Linked DNA regions of Ovis aries: region 2 is linked to region 1. The links are chromatin contacts, called in public Hi-C maps. All regions are on one chromosome and are shown on one strand. Each heading gives the region's core, a stretch centred on a gene start, on an enhancer-like site or on the middle of the called end of the contact. The rest is flanking DNA. Distances are from core to core; before and after follow the strand shown. Region 1 overlaps CTBP2 (C-terminal binding protein 2). Region 2 holds the start of CTBP2 (C-terminal binding protein 2).

What was found. Hi-C and Micro-C count contacts between places; a contact is called where the count stands out from the background.
Region 2: a Hi-C map of hypothalamus shows a contact between it and region 1, with 2.6 times the contacts expected there. The contact joins the promoter of CTBP2 here to the enhancer-like site in region 1. A contact is called at or near these places in 8 of 16 Hi-C or Micro-C datasets (blood, hypothalamus, muscle and 3 more).

The regions. Positions count from the first base shown.
Region 1 is chr22:44,098,995-44,103,089 of ARS-UI_Ramb_v3.0, reverse strand. The region is part of intron 1 of CTBP2 (C-terminal binding protein 2); the gene reads left to right. Among named protein-coding and RNA genes, the nearest start is that of CTBP2, 100 kb to the left of the region's middle. Within about 2 kb of position 1,364, at least 20 of the 54 cell types and tissues checked have an H3K27ac peak or open chromatin away from gene starts, as enhancers often do. A contact at or near this core is called in hypothalamus, where this site is marked.
Region 2 is chr22:44,202,549-44,206,313 of ARS-UI_Ramb_v3.0, reverse strand. It overlaps CTBP2 (C-terminal binding protein 2), which reads left to right and starts at 1,558. Exons shown (of 10, transcript XM_060404577.1): 1 at 1,558-1,776.

The sequences.
Region 1 (4,095 bases), core at 115-2,614:
GGTGATTTTCGTCTCCATAAACCAACAAAACCCACCGGAATTCTGAAACAGCTAGCATTTTCTACTTAAGTCTGGACTTTAGAAAAATTCTTCTTTAGGTTACCAACTGTGTAGAAAAGTTACGTAATGCAACATAGCAGACCGTTTTTTTATAATTAGAACACAGAAACCGCTTCTGCCTTTCCTGTTGGTAAAGAGACATTTTGCAGGTCTAGAGAATCAGCGTGCCCTGGGAAGTGGAGCTTGGTGGTGGGGAGGTGTCTCAGAATCTGGCTGGCTCGGTTCTGTGATCTTTCAGCACACATTGTCTGGTTTCACGTTTTAACAAATGTTCGGTGATGATACGTGGTCACCCCGAGCCGTGTTGCCACCGTCCTCCTGGTGCTTGGTGACTAGTAAAGAAAAGGCAGAAATTTGTGGGGATGGAGTGGAGTTGGCAGTGGCAGGGTTAGCTTTACCTGTCAACTGAAGAACTTTCAGTCCCTTTCTTTGAAACCTTTTTTGTGCCTATCCTCTTGAAAGTGGATGTCTTTGGGAAGATTGGAAAGTAAATTCCTGAGTCCTCTCCTGCCTGGTAGGAGGGAGGAGGCTCAGACTTCCAGACGTGGATGGAGCTGGGTACAGTCTCTGCAGGCTGCACAGGGGGTTGAGTTCAGGTAAAACCTGCAGGCTGTCTGCTTGAGAGTCCGGGCTTCTGTGTAACCCAGCTCTGCTAACTGTCTACAAAGGATAAACAGAACACTAATTCCAGAAGGCCTCCTCGTTTTATGTGACTCCAGTGAGATGCTTGAAAGGGCCCCGGTTCATGAAAAGCCCCAGGCCTGGTTCCTGCAGTGGCAGGGCTCCTCCCAAGACCCTCCTCTGAGCTTGTGGAAAGGAAGCAGGCCCCCCAGCCCTGTGTCCTGAGTCAGAGGGACAAAGGCCAGGCCAGCCTGTCACCCGAGGGAACAGGGCAGGGTCCCTAGGAGGCTTACGGGGTGCACTCAAACTGGACGGATCAGGCCAAGAGGCTTTGGAGGCTGGGTTTTGTCAGCAGATGATTTTGGCCCCAGTTTAAGCCATGTTATGTACCAAGATTTCCTGTTTTTCCAAAACTCCTTTGTTTTGGTTTTCGCAGTGATAGATTATTGAAATATTTGCTATTCGACTGACCCCTGTTGTTTTCCAACCAAAAAGTAAAACTGGGGATTTTGTTAAGAACCTCATTCCCTTTAAAGATGACTGCTCCTTCAGGAATATTTTGGCCTCTCTGGCTGATCAGCCAGCGGGTGAACAAAGACCTAATTGCCAGTCAGGGTCCTGGACGGATTTCTCAGCTCAGGGGCTGGCCTCTTGTGTAGCGGGGGGCGGGGTTGGTCCAAGGACAATTGAAAGGGGCTTTTTGTTCCTCTGGGCTAAGTTAAGCCATGTGTCTCTCTTTCTAGGAGTGTAGTTCTGGCCAATCAGAGCCGCATCAGTCCCACTCACTTCCTGCCGACCTTTCGACACCGACAGATGTTTTTTCTTACAAGTGTCATTAGGCCTCTCTACTCGCTGACCTCATCAAATCGTATTGGGGCCGTTTTCATAAGTTGTGTTGCTAAAAATTCATTTAACCCTTGCTGAGTTCCCCTCTGAGAATAAAAGCACTGCCTCCTGTTTGAGCAGGTCTCTCTTCTGTCCCCAGACCTAGTCGGGAGGGAGCTGAGCCCACCGTGGGTCCCATAGAGCTGGGCAGACCCACCGTGGAGAGCTACGGCTTCCACCTTGAGGCGTAATGTAGGGCCTTTTCCTGGTGTCCAGTGGTTGAGTTAAGGCTTTGCCTTCCAATGCAGGAGGTGTGGTAGGTTCCATCCCTCATCAGGCGGCAAGGACCCACATGGGAACAAAACATAAAACAGATGAACCTGTTTTTGCCGGGCAGCAGCGGAGACACAGATATAGCAACAGACCTGGGGACCCGGTGCGGGAAGGAGATGGTGGGTTGAATTGAGAGTAGCATGGAGACATATCTGATGCTGTACGTAGCATTAGATAGGCAGTGGGAATCTGCTGTATGACGCTCTGACAGCCTAAGGGGTGGGATGGGGTGGCAAGTGGAAGGGAGGTTTAAGAAGAGACATTCAAATGTATATCTGTGGCTGATTCATGTTGATGTATGCCAAAGTATTTATTTTAAAAAGTATTGTAAAATTCAGTAAAGACTTTATAAATGGTTCACACTAAAAAAAAAAAAAAAAACACACCTTGAAAAAGAGAGGTGTAATGAAGACTAATAACCCAAGATTGCAGTGAAGGACCCAACCACCTCACTATGAGGGAAACTTCTAGGATCTGGCAACTTTGCACTTGGGTCTAGGTGTGATCACAGCTCATCAAGCCCTGGGGGCCCAGGATGACCGGGAGGCAGGGCCTGACCTGTGGGACTCAGACAAGCCCTTCCCTGTAGTGGGGTTGGGAGGGATCAAGCTGGGGTCCCAGGCCCGTGGAAGTTTCTGAAACTGACACCCCTTCTGCAGAACAGCCCACCACCATCTGACCAGAGGCCAGATCTGTTCTGGAAGCTGGAAGGTGATGCTGCTGTTTCGGCCTTCACACGATAGCTTGGAGACCAGCAGATCCTGAGAAGAGGGTGTTTCGAGGTGGTGTGGGGCCCCGGGTTGTGACTTATCTGGGGGGATTTAGGCTTCCTCTGGGCTCACTCTCCTGGAAGTGCCTGGGATCGGGGTTGTGCCTCTGCCCTGTGACAGCTGGGGTGCTGGGGACTTGCCCAAAGCCTCCCCCAGGGCCCGTGTGGTGACCGAAGTGGGCGACAGGGTGGGGGACAGGGTGGGGCGTGCCGTGTGCCGCCAGACACCGTCGCTGTGGGATTCAGGGCCGCAGGATGTATTTTCGGGCTGTCTGTGTGCTGGAGCTAACCCTCTGCAAGCGCTTGGAGCCGAGCCTGCAGCACATTAAATCCTCCCTGAGTGGTCGCTGTGGTTAAACTAACAGCTGTGGATGCAAACTGTACTGAGGGAGGCCTCCCTATCGCACGGTCCCACTCCCCCGAGGAGCCCTTCTGGGGGCTGGGTCCCTTCTGTCTGGACTTGGTCTAATGTGTTCACAGACCAGTTTTTCTCTTTTGCTGATCTTGCTCTTGGCTTCCTTCTATGGCTGCTCCCTCCCTCAGGGTCTGGGAGCTAGCTCTCCCACAGCAGGGAGTCATGTTAGATAGACTGGGGCAGTGGCTAACTGAAGCTGGGGTGACCGGGGAGTTACAGGGGGTGAACACAAATACGAGCTGGGGGTTCAGTCTCTCTCTGAGGGCCAAAGAATGTTCTAGAAATGCCATGGTTCCAAGAAATCACCAAGGACCACGTGAGCATATGTGGACGACTGTGTGTTACTCTCCGTACACCCCTTTTTTGCCCCTCAGGTTCCAGGCAGGCTTGCTGGTATCTTAAGCTCCCCTCTGCCCTTTCTCATGCGGGAATCTCTGAAACGCTCTGCTGATTGACTTTCATGTCACCTGCCTCCTTTTTGCTCTCCGCTTAAATAGCAGTTGCAGTTCAAGGACTTCTTCTAAGAATAAGAAAGCACAAGGGCCTGTTTATCCAGTGCATTCCCATGCAGAGGGGTGGCCTCCAAGGCTGAATTCTTAATGTGGGGCCCCGTCCTGGGGAGATCTTTTTAATGTCCCAGATTTATGGGTGTGTGTGCGTCAGAGTGGAGACCCCAGGGCGCCCGAGTTAACTCTGTGCACACTGAGCGCAGCCCTGGAATTTATGGGCGCATCTGGGTGAAAACACCGCAAGCCACCCCATTCTCCAGGCCTGTGGGCATCGCTGGTGTGCACAGAATGGAGCTCACCTAGGGTTTACATAGCCGGATATATCACAGACACCCCTCATGTCAGTGTGGGCAGCCGGGGATTTACAGCAGCCAGCCGGCCTCTTGTTAGCATTCTCTGTCCTGTAGGTAATAGAAACTTGGCGCCGTTGCGGTACAGATGTATTACCTCTTTTGTCTTTCTGTTAAACGACCGTACTGGTGAGTTTGACAGACGTGGTTCAGTCGTTCAGTCGTGTCCAACTCTTTGCGACCCCATGGACTGCAGCACACCAGGCCTCCCTG
Region 2 (3,765 bases), core at 309-2,808, 100 kb before region 1:
TCGCAGGGAAAAGAGCCCTCCCAGCCCGCATCGCGGAGTCCCTCCAGCAAACCGCGCTCCAACGCCGCGGGCCACGGGCGTGGGATGTAGATGCAGCCGGCTCTCGGCCTGGATCCCAGGTTTGGTGTCCAGACACCAACCTCGCGGCCTCGGGACGGCGCGCGAGCCCAGGTCCCCGACTCTGAGGCGGGGTGAGGGGGGGGGACCCAGCAGCACAGCGCCTCCGTCCCGCGGGGCCCGGAGCTCCCACCTAAAGGCAAGGCTTTAAAAATAGCCCCGGCGAGATCCAGGCAACAGGAAGGAACATTTTTTTTTTTTTTTAATGTGTAAAAAATGTTTTGCTTCTCGTAGGGAACACAACCGCTGCGAGTTCCAGCACATCGGGCTCCCTCCGCGCGCACCCACAGCCATCCGCCGCCCCTCGGGCCAGGCGCGGGCAAGCGTCTCCAGGATCCAGATTTGGGGAGCGCAAGTGCCCCCTGTGGCCGGCCCGCGCCTGACCCCGCGGGCCTGAGAAGGCAGAAGCGGCCGGCGGAGGGGCCCGGGAGGAAGTTGGAGCCGCGGGGCCGGGAAGGGGGCAGGTCGGCGTCGCGGGCCTGGGAGCCAGGGCCACCCTGGGGCGCCGCGCCAAGGCCCGCGCGCACTCGAGTCCCCCCACGTGGCCGGCCGCCCGGGGCCCCACGTGGAAGGGGCGGAGGAGGAAGGAGGGCGGCTGGAGGGCCGGACCCCCCCTCCCCGAACCCCGCCCGGCCCCTGCCCCGAGGCCCCAGCGCGTCTCCAGGGCCTCCCGGGCGGGGCCAGGCCGGGGAGTGCCCGCCGCGCCCGGCCCCCTCGCCCGCCTGCCGTGCCCGTGTGCACTTTCGCGGAGCCACTAATCCCCCGAGAGAGCCGATTTGTAGTGAGGAGTATCTGTAGGGGGCGAGGCCGGCCCATGTGGGGTTGTGTCATTGGTTTGCAAAGAGAGACCCCGCCTTTGCCCAAAAAAAAAAAAAAAAAAAAAAAGGGAGCGAGGAGTGAGCGAGCGGCGACCCTCACCTCGCCTCCCGCCTCGCTCCTGCGCAGCCGGCGGCCACCGCGAGACGCGGCCGCGCCGCTTCTTTCCCTTTCCTTTTCTCTCCGTTTTCCTCCTCCTTCCCCGGAGGAGAAAACAAATAAAGAAGAGCAAATAGCCGGGAGGCGCTCGGCTTCCCGGACGCTCCCTTCCCCCGCCCCCCCACCCAACCCGATCCAAGTTGGAAGCAGCATCTTCTCGGGGGTGAGCGCGGCGTGGGGCGGTTGCGGGCCGGGGACCCCCAGCACGGCCCCCTCCCGGCGGGCGGGCGCGGGGCCGGGACCGGGCTGGGGAGGATCGGGAGCCGGGTGGGCGGAGGAAGGGGGTGGGGTGGGTGGGGAAGTAGGAAGAGGCTCGGCGGCGAGGGGAGGAGGAGGAAGGGGAGGGGAGGGCTGGGGTGGGGAGCGGAGGGGAGGGGAGGGGAGGCCGGGAGGGGGAGGCCGGGAGGGGGAGGGGCGGGGAGCTGGAGAGATTAAGTTTTTGTGTGTGTGTCCCTGTGTGCGTGTGTCATTTTAAGGTGGCCCGGGAGCGGCCCAGAGGAGCCGGCGGCGGCCCGAGGAGCGAGGGACGGAGCCGGGAGCCATGCCGCGCTGACCCGGGGGGCCCGCACAGCCGCCGCCGCCGCCGCCGCCGGGTGGGGTGGAAGGGGCGGGAGCCGCCGCCGCTGCCGCCGCCGCCTCCCGGGTGGGCGCCCTTCGCCGTGGACGCCGGCGGCCCGGGACGAGGTAAGGGGGGGCCCCGGGGGAGGGATGGGGCCGCCGCCGCCCCCGTCTCACCTGCGGCCGCGGGCTGGGGGGCGCCGCGCCCGCGCCTCACTGCGCCACTGGGGGAGGAGAAGGAGGGCGAAGGACACCGAGCCGGCATCCGAGGACATCTTTGGTCTGCGCCCCCCCACCCCCGGCCCGGTGTCCCCGCTCGGCGATCGAGGGGTGGGCCCAGGCCTGGGGGTCCCTGCCTGCCGTACCCCCCCCCCCCCCTCCACCGGCCGCCGCCGATCGCGCCCGCTGGCCGCTGTTTGCGCCAGGATTTTTGTTGTTGTGATGAGAGTTGATGAATGCGAAGTAGGCGGTCACCTTCCTTCCCATCAGGATTGGCAAAAAAAAAAAAAAAAGAAACCCCGAGCGCGGCGGCGTCCGGAGGGCAGCGGCGGCGGCGGCGTCTCGGCGACGGTTTCCTAGGCGCCCCCGGCTCCCGTTCCCCGAGGCCGGTGGGTGCGCGCGCGCGCGGGGGCCGCCAGCGACCCAGGCCGAGCGCGCGGCGCGCCGCGGGGACAATACGGCCGGATCCCCCGGGACCGGGAGTTCGAGCGCACGGGGCCTGGGGCCTGCGGGGCGGGGGCGGGGGAGGGTAGCGGGGGGTCCGCTGGGAAAACGGGGCGCGCGCGCCTCCGGGCCCCCAGGGGAGCGGCCCCTGCTGGCAGGGGATCCCGCGCGGCGCCCCGGGAGCGCAAGTGAGAGACGGGAACGCAGGCGAAGTGGAACCCTTTTGTTTTGCCGGCCCCGCATTGTTGGCTCCTCCGGGCAGCCGGGCCACATCTGCCGCCGCCGCCGCCGCCACTGCCGCGCCGGGCTCGGCCCGCCAAAGTCGCAGCGGGGCGGGGGCCCGGGGCGAGCCGGGCGACGGGCGCGGGCGGGGGCCGAGCTGGCCGGGCATTTCCTCTGCCCGGCCGCGCTCCCGCCGGCACCACTTCCTCCTCGCCCGCGGCCGCCGCGAACCCTGCCCGCCCGCCCGCCTCCCCCGCCCGCCTCCCCCGCCCTGGCCGCACTTTTCGGGTGGGGCGAACCCAAAAGAAAAAGTTTCGCAGGAGGGGCTGGCGAGGGCGCGCCCCGGGCGGCGGGGACTCGGCGCGGCGCAGCGACAGCCGGGCGGCCGCGATCGCCTCTTCCTCCTTGTCCTCCGCGGCGCCGGACCGACCCGCGCGGCCGAGGGGAAGCGCCTTTCTTTCTCTGCCTGGCGCTCTTCCCAGCGCCCCGGGGCAAGCTGGACCCGGGCGCGCGAGATCCGGGGCGCGCGGGGGCCCTTCACCAGCCGGAGAGGCCCGCGGCGTGGCCGGTCGCCCGCTGCCCTCGCAGCGCCCGGGTGCTGGGAGGCCGCGGGCCCGGGAGCTCGGCGCGGTCACCGCCAGCCGCGTCGAGACACACACGCGCACACGCTCCCTCCGGTGGCTTCGCTTTCCGCCGCCGCCGATGGTCTCGGACACCGAGTGTGAGTGCGCGCGCGAGTGTATGTAGTGCTCCCAGCCCCCGGAATACTTTTTCCGGAGGCGGCCCAAGCAGCTGTTGGCTCCAAGGGTCCCCGTGCTTAGTATTTAACAAGTGAAAGGAATTTTTCGTAGAAATCCCCGCTTGATCTGCGTCCTTGGCGGTGGAGGCTGGTGGCGGTGGCCTGCGTCGTCACGCCGGGCTCACTTGCTCTCTCCGGGGTAAACAGATCTTTCTGGATTTCCCCCCCCCCTTTTTTTTTTGTAATTTCAAGACTGGAGATCGGGTTAAGTTCTTAGAGAGTCAGACGTGAGTGGCTCGAAGGGTAGACCAGAGAATGCTATCCTATAAATATGCATTGAGAATTTAAAATGCTAAGTGCCTTATTTGCAATTCTGTTGGATATTGTAGAGACTGGTATATTTTTATCTGACATGGATAATTTGGAGGGGACGTTTATTTTGGTTAGTTTACTAAGTGATTCTGCCTCCCGACTTTGGTGAAATAAATCAA